3 separate regions of the Mus musculus genome follow, and regions 1 and 3 are each linked to region 2. A link is a contact called in public Hi-C data. All regions are on one chromosome and are shown on one strand. Each heading gives the region's core, a stretch centred on a gene start, on an enhancer-like site or on the middle of the called end of the contact. The rest is flanking DNA. Distances are from core to core; before and after follow the strand shown.

The links. A called contact is a pair of places that touch in the nucleus more often than the background predicts.
Region 1: a Hi-C map of the N1E-115 cell line shows a contact between it and region 2, with 3 times the contacts expected there. The contact joins two enhancer-like sites. A contact is called at or near these places in 2 of 484 Hi-C or Micro-C datasets (the N1E-115 cell line and nephron progenitors) and 5 of 115 datasets of contacts at active chromatin or transcription factors (bone marrow-derived dendritic cells, embryonic basal ganglia and embryonic stem cells).
Region 3: a contact with region 2 is called in a Hi-C map of the N1E-115 cell line, with 2.8 times the contacts expected there. The contact joins two enhancer-like sites. A contact is called at or near these places in 2 of 484 Hi-C or Micro-C datasets (the N1E-115 cell line and embryonic stem cells), 2 of 115 datasets of contacts at active chromatin or transcription factors (both in embryonic stem cells) and 3 of 9 other capture datasets (adipose tissue, liver and pancreatic islet).

What each region holds. Positions count from the first base shown.
Region 1 is chr13:99,792,276-99,796,786 of GRCm38.p6, forward strand. No RefSeq gene overlaps it. Among named protein-coding and RNA genes, the nearest start is that of Gm24471, 100 kb to the left of the region's middle. Within about 2 kb of position 2,381, at least 33 of the 459 cell types and tissues checked have an H3K27ac peak or open chromatin away from gene starts, as enhancers often do. A contact at or near this core is called in the N1E-115 cell line, where this site is marked.
Region 2 is chr13:99,615,984-99,620,336 of GRCm38.p6, forward strand. No RefSeq gene overlaps it. Among named protein-coding and RNA genes, the nearest start is that of Gm24471, 74 kb to the right of the region's middle. Within about 2 kb of position 1,273, at least 7 of the 459 cell types and tissues checked have an H3K27ac peak or open chromatin away from gene starts, as enhancers often do. A contact at or near this core is called in the N1E-115 cell line, where this site is marked.
Region 3 is chr13:99,442,342-99,446,533 of GRCm38.p6, forward strand. It overlaps Map1b (microtubule-associated protein 1B), which reads right to left. Exons shown (of 7, transcript NM_008634.2): 3 at 1,873-1,955. Among named protein-coding and RNA genes, the nearest start is that of 6430562O15Rik, 32 kb to the left of the region's middle. Within about 2 kb of position 1,555, at least 91 of the 459 cell types and tissues checked have an H3K27ac peak or open chromatin away from gene starts, as enhancers often do. A contact at or near this core is called in the N1E-115 cell line, where this site is marked.

The DNA of each region.
Region 1 (4,511 bases), core at 1,131-3,630, 180 kb after region 2:
GCTACAGAGGTGAAAGTATAGGACCAGATCTACATGAAGGAATGTGGACAGACAGATGGCAGGTCCAGACAGGCAAACAGGAGGACAGGCAGTCAGAGTCAACTAGGCTGGGTCGGGACTTCCCTGCCTGTAAGCCCTTAGTGCACACTCTGGGTGGTCAAATGGCAGATCAATCGGAGGCCTTCACCCTCAGTGCTATGTGCCCACCTCTTTATGGGTTCCACATGAGAGATTTTATAAGATTTTAATATGCCATGTGTCTTTACAGTCTCAATTAAATTTATAGAGTGATGCCCTTTCAACTCCCAATAATAAGTCATTTACTGAAATGTCTGTGCTGCGTAGCTGGTTCCAGACAGATGATGCGGTTTATAAATCTACCCTCCATTCATAAAAGGGGGTCAAAGCTGCTTGCTTTAAACTATCTGGAGTGACTTTATATCAGGCTTCAGCCTGACCTCAACAAATGGATGTCACCTTCCCGAAGGGAACTTCATACCCAGGCAGGCAAGAGGACTCTTCCTGTGTCTGGCTTTTATCTCAAAATTCTTCTTATACTAAAGTGGTACATTTGGAGTTGGACAGCCCAAGATTTTTCAACATACGTGACTAGGACCTCAGAGTCAACACTCTCACCGTGACCCAGTGGGCCATGCAGTCACCTGGATATGAAGCAGCTGGGTCATAATGAAGGGGAACGTTTGAAAAATCACTGTGATCTAAAGGAGCGAGACCATTTCTCTGTAAACAGTTTGGGATCTGCCTTGCATGGGTACAGAGTATGGGAGGAAGGTCGGCATCTGCATATTATTGTGAACTGAAGTTTCTAGGGAAAAAAAAAAAACCAACAGGATTCTACAAGGCCGGTTGACGAATTGATTAAAACTTAGCAGTTCCAGAGAGTTGGAATGTTTCAGGCCCAGTGCCAAATCCTCTTGGGTTTCCTTCCTTAGCCCCCTTAGCAGCCATTCATCGCCCACCTCTGTGGCTGGCCTAACACTGCTGTACTATCATGTTAACTCTTTTAGGATGTATTAACTCAACAGATCACATGCATCCACCAGCCCACAAGCTCAGGCTCCCGTCAGGACATCTGAGGCCCAGAGCAGAGAGTTCTCTGTTTTGCTGTAAGCCTGAGTATTTCCAACAAAGAGAAAAGTGCCTTGGTTTATGACATCCTTTGTTCTGTAATTCCAAATTTCATGAACCAGTCGTCACATGGGAATATGAAATTTGGGTGAACCTGAGTCCAGGTCCCCGGGCCATTGTCATTCCTATTTGGCTCTAGAATAAACCATCACTACTTGCACTTGAGGTGAAAGCTGTGTTTTGTGTTTGTATCACTGATAGATCACTGGGATAGTAAAAGGCGCATGGGTCACATGACTGGGGTCTGTATCTGTGGGCCCTCCACAGTCCTGCAGATCTGTCTAAATGTCATCCCAATATCTTCCCAGGAGAACTGTGAGGGCCTGATAAAACCTAAGAGAAATGCGGGCATTCCGTGTTCCCACCTACCATTGCTTCAGCTTCATTGCCTCCTACAGACCCCTGAAACAAGAACTTCGGCTGCCAGTAAGTAGGCTGTGTATTTCTAATATCTCACAGCTAACGCAAGAAAGGGGCCAGCAACACTTTGCCTTGCTTGCTGCTGCACTGAGAATTTTAACCGTGGGTTGTATGCCACAGAGAAGCAGAAAGGAAAAGGAGAGATGAAAACTTCCCAAATGGCAAATGGGCTTTTCTTGAGAAGGCAGCGTGACCAGGAAAGCAGCAGACAGATACCCAGATTCCATCCTGCATATTTTCTCCGTCCCCCCCCCCTTTGCCTCCCCAAGGAAGAGCCCAGGCCCTGGGCCAACCCAGCAACCAGAGGGCTTGCTCTGAACTATTTATAGTGCTAGGCCTTGGGCAGATCTCTTCCGATGTGGATATTTCTAGCTCTTTCTAATTCAAAGCAGCCTTTGACAGCCCTGGGCCATTACAGTGTGTGTTTAAGTGCTTTTACATATCAATATCCCAGGTCTCAAAGGATGCATAGATTAAAACAGTATTAGTCACCCTGGTTTACCCCACTGAGTGAAGTAAATTAGAGTGTCCTGTAAGTTCTCCTTTGTTTTGCAGAATGACTGACTGGGCTTTGCCATCCTAGGAAAAACGTCACATCCCTGGACTTTGGCTGGACTTGTTTTAATCATGTTTTAAATTCCTCTTCTGCCATTTATGGATTCCAAGATCACAGTGTCTCTTGTTCTCTATTTGCACGGCTTTATTAATGATAGATATACCCCATCCACCGAGGTCACCATTCACTGATCGAGAACAGTCCCACTGAAATACCGCAGCCAGCCTAAGCTGTATCCCAGAGACTTGGATCACACGGATGAGTCAGCTCCACTGGCTGGACTCAGCTTCCGCTAAGCAGCATCAGTTGGTGACATAGTATAGGCTTGCTACCTTATCTGTGGGCTAGCATCAAAGACAAAGAAGAAAGTGAGAGATAATGGGGTCAAGATATGAGGCCCTTAAATCCCTTTGGGAATACAGAGGAGATGAGACAAATAGATGCTTTGTACTCTTATATACACACCTAACAAAACGAAATTACTGCTGTTTTTATGATATAACCTATTGCAAATCTTTGCCTAGGAACTGTAAATTAAAGTTTTAGTTAAGTTTACTTAACTAAAATAGTCACTAGTAAGAACCACTTCCTATTATTTTAGAAAGACAAATCTCAGGGAGGAAGGGAGGTGGGGACTACCTTAAGGAACAATTGTGATAGCCCTCAGGTTCTTTTGGCTAGAAACTGCTTGGAGTAAATGTTTGAACATTTTAATGACTACCTACAAATGCTTGTTCCTGTAAACATGCTTAACTGTGGTCACCAGGGGCATGTCCTTGAAGAGGATATTGGACCATGTTTATCCTGCCTTCTTTCTTCTCTCCCTCTGTCCCTCTTATATGGATACCATGAGGTGAATAATTTCTTCTGTCACATTCTGCCCACCATGATGTCCTTCCTTGACTCAAAGAGCCTAGGCAACAGAGCCAACAGACCATAGGTTGTGTCCCCTACAATCCTGAGCCAAGTTAACGCTTTTATCAGGTATCCCTTCAGAGATGGGAAGCTGACTGGTGGGTTCATGTGCCTCCACTTAGTGACTGTCCTCCTTAGAACTTATTTTGGAGTTACTCGTATGAAGACCCAGCCTGCCCCTATCTTAGGCTTATAAGTCTTCTTATAGTAAAAACAAACTAGGTTCATTCCTGTTTATGATTAATATCTGTTTATCAAGAATTGGGATACATCTCACCTGTAACCTTAATTACAAATGATGCTATATTCAGGAGTGGCGATTACTCCTTTGTTTCAAAAAGTTGTTTATAACCATCTTGCAACCCTACCTTTGTTTCAAAGGATTTTATGACCATCTTGTTATAACTACCTGTAGTTATGACAACTTTGTCATGCCCACCTTGTCTTTGTTTCAGGGGGTCGTTAGGACTGAGTTGTTATGGCTATGTTCTGCTCCTATAATCTCGGCTATTTTGCCCTCCAAATCCCCCCATTTGGAAACTCCCTATTCCTGAGCTATAAATGTTTTGTCTTTCACATTTCCAATGCTGGTCTCTCAGACCCCACCTTAGGTGGAGGCACATAAAAAAAGCTTGCTTTAATTAGTTACTTTTTAAATTAATTTGGACATGATGATTTGGGTTGGTGGTCTTTCTCTTCCCATCTTTTAGATTAACACATGAAATAGAGAAGTTCACTCACTGTTTACCAGCTGTTTTCCATTCCCCAAATTCACTGATGGAATTAGCTCTCCTTTTTACTCTAATTCATAAGAAAAAAAAATTTGTTATATAGTAACTTTTAAATATATATGTAAGGCCCATTTATAAACACTTAAAGCTTTTGCTTGCTTGTTTGTTTTCTATCTTTCCACCAGTAGAAGTATTTAAGCTATGTCAACTTTCTCAATGTGTTCTGACGTCTGGTGCTGGCAGACACCCTACTATAATTATTTCAATGATTTTTTTTAATCTCTCTCTTCTCATTGTTTATTTGCCCAGATAATCCAGAGGGTCATTTTTTAAATAAAAATAATATTTGGGTTTGATTAAAAGTGTATAATGAAACTTAAATTAATTTAGGCAGAATTGCCATCACATCAATAGCAAGACTTATTGCCAAAAGGCACACTGTCCCTGTGTAGTGTTTCTAATGCTTTGCCATTCCCCATGGAGCTTGTTGGTTCCTGTCACCTCCCCGCCACCCCTAATTATCTTATATTTTAAGTGGCTCTTGTAAAATGTTAAGAAAAGTTGGTTGGGAGCAGTTGACTGAATTCTCATTTTAATTTTGAAGAGGTTTTTTTGTTGATTTTCATTTTTTAGACCCCTTCCCCGAAATGGCCAATCCACAGAAAATTATAATTTTGTCTCCTCTTTTCCAATATTTGGTCAGATTTATTTTTTCCTGTCTAATTACTTTTTGCCATTTA
Region 2 (4,353 bases), core at 23-2,522:
AAGAGATTGAAATTTTAAGAATATGTAAAGACTGTGGGATGTTTAAAGTTGTTTAGACCTTGGGGATGAATAAGAATGTAAGGGTTGAGGCTTACTAGTGATGTGTTTGTGTGTCAAGTTGACAAGGGGTCAATTGTACTGGCTAGTTTTGTGTCAACTTGACACAGCTGGAGTTACCACAGAGAAAGGAGCTTCAGTTGAGGAAATGCCTCCATGAGATCCAGCTGTAAGGCATCTTCTCAATTAGTGATCAAGGGGGAAAGGCCCCTTGTGGGTGGTGCCATCTCTGGGCTGGTAGTCTTGGGATCTATAAGAGGGCAGGCTGAGCAAGCCAGGAGAGGCAAGCCAGTAAAGAACATCCCTCCATGACCTCTGCATCAGCTCCTGCTCCCTGATCTGCTTGAGTTCCAGTCTTGACTTCCTTTGGTGATGAACAGCAGCATGGAAGTGTAAGCCGAATAAACCCTTTCCTCCCCAACTTGCTTCTTGGTCATGATGTTTGTGCAGGAATAGAGACCCTGACTAAGACAGCTGAGCTTACAACCAAAAATATAAGGTAGGGGACTATCCAATATGTTTTTTCCTTTGGTTGAATTGGACACATAAATATAAATGCCTAATATATTGCTTTCTACATTATATATATATATTGATATAATTGAAAAAGGAAAATACATCAAAATATCTGTAGCAGTTGATTCTGAGGGAGAGAGTTATAAATAGATTTTCCCTACATTTTATGTAAAGTTCCCTCCTTATCCATTACTATATTTATGGCAGAAAAAAAAGATCATTGGCATATGGTCATTGACATATGTTTGTCATTTACTTTCTCATATGATATTGACATATGAGAAAGACGCATATTTGAAAAACTCTTTAATCAACGACAAAACCATTCCCCCTGTAACGAGGTGCAAAGATTAATAGTGCCCCTACATGAGGAGTTTCTATACTGTATGCATACGATATCCAAGCTGAGTGTATGCATACACCCGGAGTGTAATGTACGTGAAAGTCATATTGGCTCTACTTCTTACCAGGACTGACACGTGACCTAGGAGCCCCTGCCAATGAAGAAGGAGAAACAGGATCAGGAAGATTGTGCAGCCGTGGGAAAGATGGGGTGGTAGAAGATGAAGTAAAGAAGATAAGAAAACAGAACCCTATCAGAATCGAGGAAATTGGAGCTCCCAGGTTAAAGCCTGTGCAAGTCACGTGGGACCCACAAGCCAATCCCAGGGATCCCTCTTAGGAGGGCAGGGCCTTCTGCCACTGTGATGGGTACTGGCTCTGTCCCCAAGGTGCTACTTTGTAGTGAAAAAACAAAGACCTGGGTGTTGCTGGGGTGCTGCTCCTTGCTTCTCAGAACAAGGGCAACGAAGGCTGTTTGTCTGCGTTCTAAGCTGAGTTCTGCGTGTTCCTCAGCCTGCCTGGAGCCCGGGGCATCTCATTAGGATCTAGCTGGTTCTCTGGAATCTTCAGGAACAAATGCCAGTTATGCCCCACCTTTGCAAACCGCAGTCTTGACTTTTAATTAACGGAAGCAATGCATTTGTTTAACACACACAGAGGCAAACGATTGATTTATGCCTTCTCCACACACATAGAGACTGGGTAATTTAGTGGAGCTGAAGGAGGCGGGATGGGGGTCTTGGTGAGGCCCATCTGGCCCCTTTCCTGCCTAGCATGGATCACTTCCCACTTATGACAGGGATGCTAACTGTGAGTCCTCCTTCCTAACACCATAGGATGCAGTGTAATTATACTGTTCATAAAAGATTTCCAAACCTGGCTCTGGTTTAAATTTGATAGGACATAATGAGAAAGCTCTGTGACAGATGACAACGCTCTCTTTTCAATTAATGGGATACTTGCTTGAGTCATGCTCAGAACCATTAGGCACCGATTAGATAGATTTATGGCTCCAAGATGACCTAAAACAAACATTCTATAGCTAGAAAGAGTGCCGTAAGGTGATCTTTGAGCATTTGGGAGGTCGCTTACTTAAATGAAATGTGCACAGGCAAAGGAATCCTCTAGAATATTTTCCATCCAAATCTGATACAGTACAAATCTCATTGGGTCATTGTATACAGCGTTTCATTCCTTCCTTCCTTCCTTCCATACTCAAGAAGTAAGTATGAAGCATTGTTGTGCACAAGGTGTAAGGTCTGATTGTGTTAAGCTTCAGTGATAAAGCGGAAAGGGACATTTCTCCCAAGAGGACTCTGCATATTGGCAGGAGAATAGATATGAAGCCTGCTATGTGACTTTGGAGGAATCACTTAACCTCTCTGGGCCTCAGAGTCCCCCAAATAGGAAGAAGTAATTCCTGCTGTCCAAACGTCATAGCATTGCTCTGAGTAAAATGATGCTCACCGACCATAGAGAGCTGCGTAAACAGAAAAGGCTATTGACGTTAAGACACTTATTGACTGTGAAGGGAGATTTAAAGCAGGCAGAAATACCTATTGTACGGGCAAAAAGCCAATCTTATTTTGATAGAGGCACACATTTATTTATTGGCTCCAAACATCTATTGAGTCCTAACAAGGTCCAGATGATGCACTCAAATGAAATACACAGCTGTTCGGAAGACGCGTACACTGATCTTTAAAAGCTTACAGCATTGTTACCAGCCTGCCTCCCATTCTTGCCAGCTATTATAACCTTCATTGCGGGTGCTTTGATTTCATTTCATTTCATTACAAGGATCTGCCATCGCTCTAGGAAAAATCTTCCAGACTCTCTCCGGATCCTCCTGGAGGGAACTGGAAGTGTTAGTCTTTGGAGGCACACAGGCCTGCTTGGACCCTCCCTGTCAAGAGGGAACCACACCAACCTTTCACTGTCCTTGTGGGATGAATGTGTCTTAGACAAAGCCTCTGGCGTATTGAATACTCTCTGGCAACTGCAGCTATTATTATCACAACAAGACCATCTTAATCCCCCTGCCTCACTTTCTCCATTAATGGAATGACTTGAGTTATGAGAAAGGGTTTAATTCAGTGAAATGAAGTCTCCCCTTTTCATATACTGATTTGGGAAAAGAAAGATGAGTATGGTTGAAATGTCCCAGCAGCCTTCAAGCCTCAGAAGACACAGGCAAAACACCTACATGGTTCTAGGCAGGACATTGACTTCTGCTCTTTCTTGGTCCTTAGACTGTGAGAAAGACTCCTGTCTCTGGGACCCATCCTTAGCTTTAGGTTTTGGCTTTACACTTCGCCCATCAAAGGATGTCATGCTTTTGGTCGAGTTCCTTTGGATTTAATAATTCAACTTCCAAGTGTGGAAGAAAGCAAATATTGAGATTTAGCCAACTCAAGACCTTCTCTCTGCACAGTTAAGTAGTCACGCAACTTATTATAACACTAGAAAAAGCTATTTGTGTTACTTACTGCTTACAATGCAAAAATTCTTTCCAAAGACAAACTTTAGTCACTAGAATCAAGTGGGCAGCCTAAGAGCCTATGAATCTGGCCTGAAGGAGGCTTCCGGGATAGAGCACAGTATAGAACCAGCCGGTGATGGGCCTGATCCTTTGTGGTGGTCCCTGCACCATATTGTGTTTGTCAGCAGAACCTCCTGGAACCCACAGTCAGAGTCTCAGAGTCATGGAGAGGACCACAGTGCTTAGATAGCAATAAAAATCATCATAGGTCTCATAGAACAGCATGCACAAAGACACTAATGATTCGAGACATCCTCTTCTTATTTTTTTTTGACATTTGTTATTTGTTCATATCAGGTTTCAAGTAGCACATATTTGCAGTCTTCCTCAAACTCCAATTTGATTCATAGTTCATCAGATTCTTTAATTAATTCTGTGAACATTTGTTAGGTTTTTTTGTTTTTGTTTTTTTTGCTCATTTACAGAACACCATGCTAGCATCTGAAACTGGAAATCGCTGGTACTTCATATGGTGGAGTTCAGTGCTCCCCAGCCTTCGAACTGGGGAGCATTGAGCACTGCTTGCTCCTACCATGCATACGTACCCACACAATGATTCCTGATGACTTACTTGGTGGGAATAGTCTCTGGTGTCAAGGCGTGAGCTGACCCACATAAACAACTTCACCAGAAGGAGAGTTGTGAGTCTGTGTTACTGTAGTCTAATAAGATGTGTGAGTGAATGAAGGATTTCACAACTTCCCCACATATGAGTACCAGCTGCTTTTTTTTTTTTTTAATAGGAAAGGCATTTTAAATTACTCACTTTCCCCCATTGAGGAGGTTATGGGAGTGAGCTGTCTTGCATAAGAGATCAGGCCAAAGACTCAGAGTAAGGAAAACAGGCTGAAGGAAGACTGTTGCTAAGGTCATGTGCAATTAAGCTTTGGCTAGAA
Region 3 (4,192 bases), core at 305-2,804, 170 kb before region 2:
CGGGACAGGGGACAGAAGAAAAGGCGACCCTTGAGTGGCGATCTGAGAAACTGAATTGAAAATAACTTACGCAAAAGAACCTTTGCTGGCAGGGAGGTGGGGGAGGGGGGCCAGTTGTCCTCTGCGGGAGCACTACCCTCTGAACCAAGGTTCTGAATTCAGTTCATGAATGTTTAGCACACACTACGTGCCCTGCATCATGTTCTGCACCAGGGAAAATTCAAAACTAAACAGGCCATGACCCCTGCCCATGAACCCCACAGGCCACACTCATAGAAAAGCATGCATACCTAAGCAGTTGTCTCAGGCTCATGTGGCCCACAAAGTAGCTTGATACTTCCAACAAAAGCTTTTAAACAAACAAAAAACAACCAAAAAACAAAAAACAAAACAAAACTCCTGTTTCACAGCTAGGCAGTCTACCTGGGTACATACTAGCCCTCCGGCTTCTGGGTGACAGAAAGTGCCCCTGGGTTTTCTGTGACTTCATGCCTAATTGGATTGTCAGAGCTTTTGCACGCAGAAGTAGGTCAAAACAGGCCCGATTACGATAGCCCCAAACCGAAAGCAACGAAAGTGGCAGAAACTAAGAAATGAGTTATCAGATGTCTACAAAAGGATGCCACACAATGGTCGAAAGGAGTGCGGGACCAACGTGCTACACTTGGACTAGATCATGACGCCACTAAGCTAAGTTAAGCTCCACAAAAGAGGCCACATGTTGTATGATGCCATTTGTATGAAATGTCTAAGACAGGAAAAAATCTGGAGAGAGAAAATAGGGATTGTCAGAAGCTAAGGGGCAGTGGGATAACTGCTAATGGGTTTAGGAAATTTTGGGGAGTGACAGGCATGTTTTGGAGTTAAACTGCTCATTTTTATAATAATTCTTAAAAAAAAAACACCCACAAAACTACACACTTTCAGTGAATGAGTCTATGGTTCATGAATTACATCCCAATTTGAAAACCTGAATAGTCAGAGTTGCTAAGACACCGGCAGAAGACACACACAGCCTAGGCTAGGATGTTGCCAGGGCCTTTGGTCCTTAATGCTCAGGAAGCAACTCTATCTCAGAGGAGGTGGAAGAGGAGCTCTATCAACGCTTGGCCTGAGGGGACCAGAGATTCTCTTGGCTTCCTCCAAATTCTTATGTCAGGGTGGGTCCTGAAATTGCCAATTACTCTCTCTAGTAGTAAGTATTCTCATGTGATGCTAATGATACAGCAGCAGGAGCCAGCATGTACATCTTAGTCACTATGTGCCACACTTCTTCTAAGCCCTGAGCACTTCAGAGAGCATTACATAGGAGCATTAAATTCAGGGGCTATTATGATCTCCTTCACAGGGAGGGGCAAACCGAAGCAGTAAGATAACTTGACCGACCTTGGATGATGAAACCAGGTGATTTGACCTGGGCTAGAGACCATGTTTCTGAGGCTGGCCTGCCTTCCAAGGGTAGCTAGTGCTGGCCTGGATCTCTCTGAACAGGGATGCTATTGGGATGCTCGTCGTCTCTGAGTTCCATCCCTGTATGTGCCAGCCTGGAGCTTGCCGTCTATTTCCTCTGCTACATTCTTGCTCTGCATCCTGGCAACAACATACCCAGTGCATACCCCCCATTCTACACCCCTCAACAAACATGCTTCCAGCTGGCACTGTTCGCTTGTGTCCTTAATTGAAAGAGGCTTCTGGTGAGCTGGTGCTATGATACTAGATGCAGAGAAGCAGGCTCTGGGCATCGAGGAAGCCTAGGACCTGGGACTTACCCCTTGTACATCTCTCTCCAACTCCCCCACCTATCTAGCCCCTTTGATCAGCCAAGTCCCCATCCTTGGAGGCTCTAAGACCTCCCAGAACTGAAATACTCACCTCAGTGCTGACGGCTTCATCTGAAGGGTTGATCAGAACGACTGTTTCTAAGACGTCACTTCGGTGATGAAGAATCTTTTGTCCTGAAGGCACAAAAAAAATACACAAAGAAGAGACCTTTAGCTCTTCCAGATGAAAGCGGCTCGCCTACTTCTGGGACAGCAGAGAAATTTCCAACTCAGATGTGGCCCTGGAAGCTGGGAAACACAGTGGATGCTACTGAGCACGAGGGTGTGCACACAACAGGCTCAACTGGAGCTGGGGTAGCCTGGGGCCCCCAGGCTTTTACACTGGGTCTTTCATGGTCGATGGCTAGGCAGCCTCCTGACCCAATGGCCGGGTTTTCATCAGAGACCAGGGAGGGGTGCCAGGAAAACTCAGTGGAGCTCTTGACATTTCCTTTCTCATGGTAATTGGGGATGTTTCTCCCTAACGTCCTTTCTTCTGGTGAGAACGGCGCGGAGATTAATTAGGAGCCTCATTGTGAAGTGAATGACGGCCAGAAACCCGACTAACAATTAACCCAGCAGCCAGAATGGCTGTCTGAGGCAGGCTTACGGTCTGTTGGGGTATTCACTAATTAATTCACTTGCTTGTAGGAAAGTGAAGAAACAGTGGGCAAAAGAGAAGTGGAAGGCTACCCTCCCCCAGGACAGGGTGGCCAAACTGCCCCACAAGACAAAACTGAGGGAGAACTAAAGTAAGGTGTGGTTTGGGATGAGGGAGTTTAAGGATGCTCTGCAGGGCTCTTGATATCTCCCACTCCTTACAGCACCATCCTGTGCTGGTCAGCCTCAGGCTTAGGTCAGCAGAGACCTATGGATTGCCTTCTACAAACATTACCCTGCCTTGACAAGGAGATGAAAGCCATCCAGTGAATGTAGCCAGAGTCGCTGATGTATGCTTTACCAGCAAACAACGGACAGAGAGGGGCGTTCCCTCGGAAATGTGGGAGGAAGCCACGTGGTTGGGAGGGAAAGCACGCCTGCTGTTTGGAAGTACAATGAAGCCTGGAAGACTGGAAGAAACAGGAGCTTCTGAGGGAGATACCAACAGAGAAAAACAGAAGGAAAGTAGATCTAGGGTTCTTGGAAAAGCTAAAACAGAATCCTGTATGAACTGCCATTTAATTGGTTGGTGCAAGTTGAAAGTAGGAACCTGAGCAAATATTTCTGTGCTAATGTTAATTACAGCATTATTTTAATAGCCAAAAGATAAAATAACCCAAGTGTCTGGGTTAGATGTGGTCTACCCACAACGGAATACTAGTCAGAAATAGAAAAAAAAAAAAATCAAGCTCTGCTAATGTTACAAAGATGAACTAGAACATAAGGGGGAAAAAAAAGCTGAACACAAATGGATACATAAAATAGTACTTTATGCCCATGAAATACCCAGAATAAGTAAATTTAAAATAGCAATTACCAAAGGCTAAAGGAGGGGGAATTGGGGAGCTATTGCTTAATGGGTACTATCCCATGTTTGGGGTAATGAAAACATTTTGAAAATGTAAGTGATGACATATACAACCTTGTAGACATATTGATCACTCCTGAGTTGTAGATTTAAAAAAAATAGTTAAAATGGCCAATTTTTCTTTATATGTATTTTATCACAAGATGAAGGATCAATGAGACAGACAAGTAAGCCCTGAAGAAAATACTTTGCGTGCGTGTGTGGTATATGTATATACGCTATCCCAGGAAAGCCATTAGAAAGGAGGCGGTTCCAGGCTCGACTCAGCTGGAGATTTCCCCTTTGTATTATCAAGGATCACAGAAACTAGAAACAGCTGCTTAGAGACATTCTACTCATGTCACCATTATTGATCATCCCTGCTTTTCCTTACAGTAACATTTACCAGTCAACTTTAGGAAGGCAGAGGAGCAGCCCAAACTAAACAATGCTGGTGCCACGCCCTGTTCTGAGACCCATACAGTTTCACTGAATCCCCTGAAGTGCTCTCACACGAGGTACCATGACCATGGCTCACTACTGAAGACAAAGAGTTGACAGAGGACATCGAGTAGCTCAGGACGCCACAACAGGGTCAGGTCAGGCCAGGGTCTGGTCCCAGGCTGCCCAGCTCTAGATCCCTTCTGGATTTAACCACTTCTGATGATGCTAGCTAGTTATCAGAACTTGGCTTTGGCAAAACTGTCATCAGATGCTGAAGAAGAGTTAGGGGAAAGACCAACAGACTAAAAACAACAGATGGGCTTAAAGAAGCAAGATGTCAGCAGAGAATACCGGGTGGTCAGGCGAGGCACAGCACCTATACACAGCAAAGCAAAAATTAAATAGAAACATGAAATGTTCT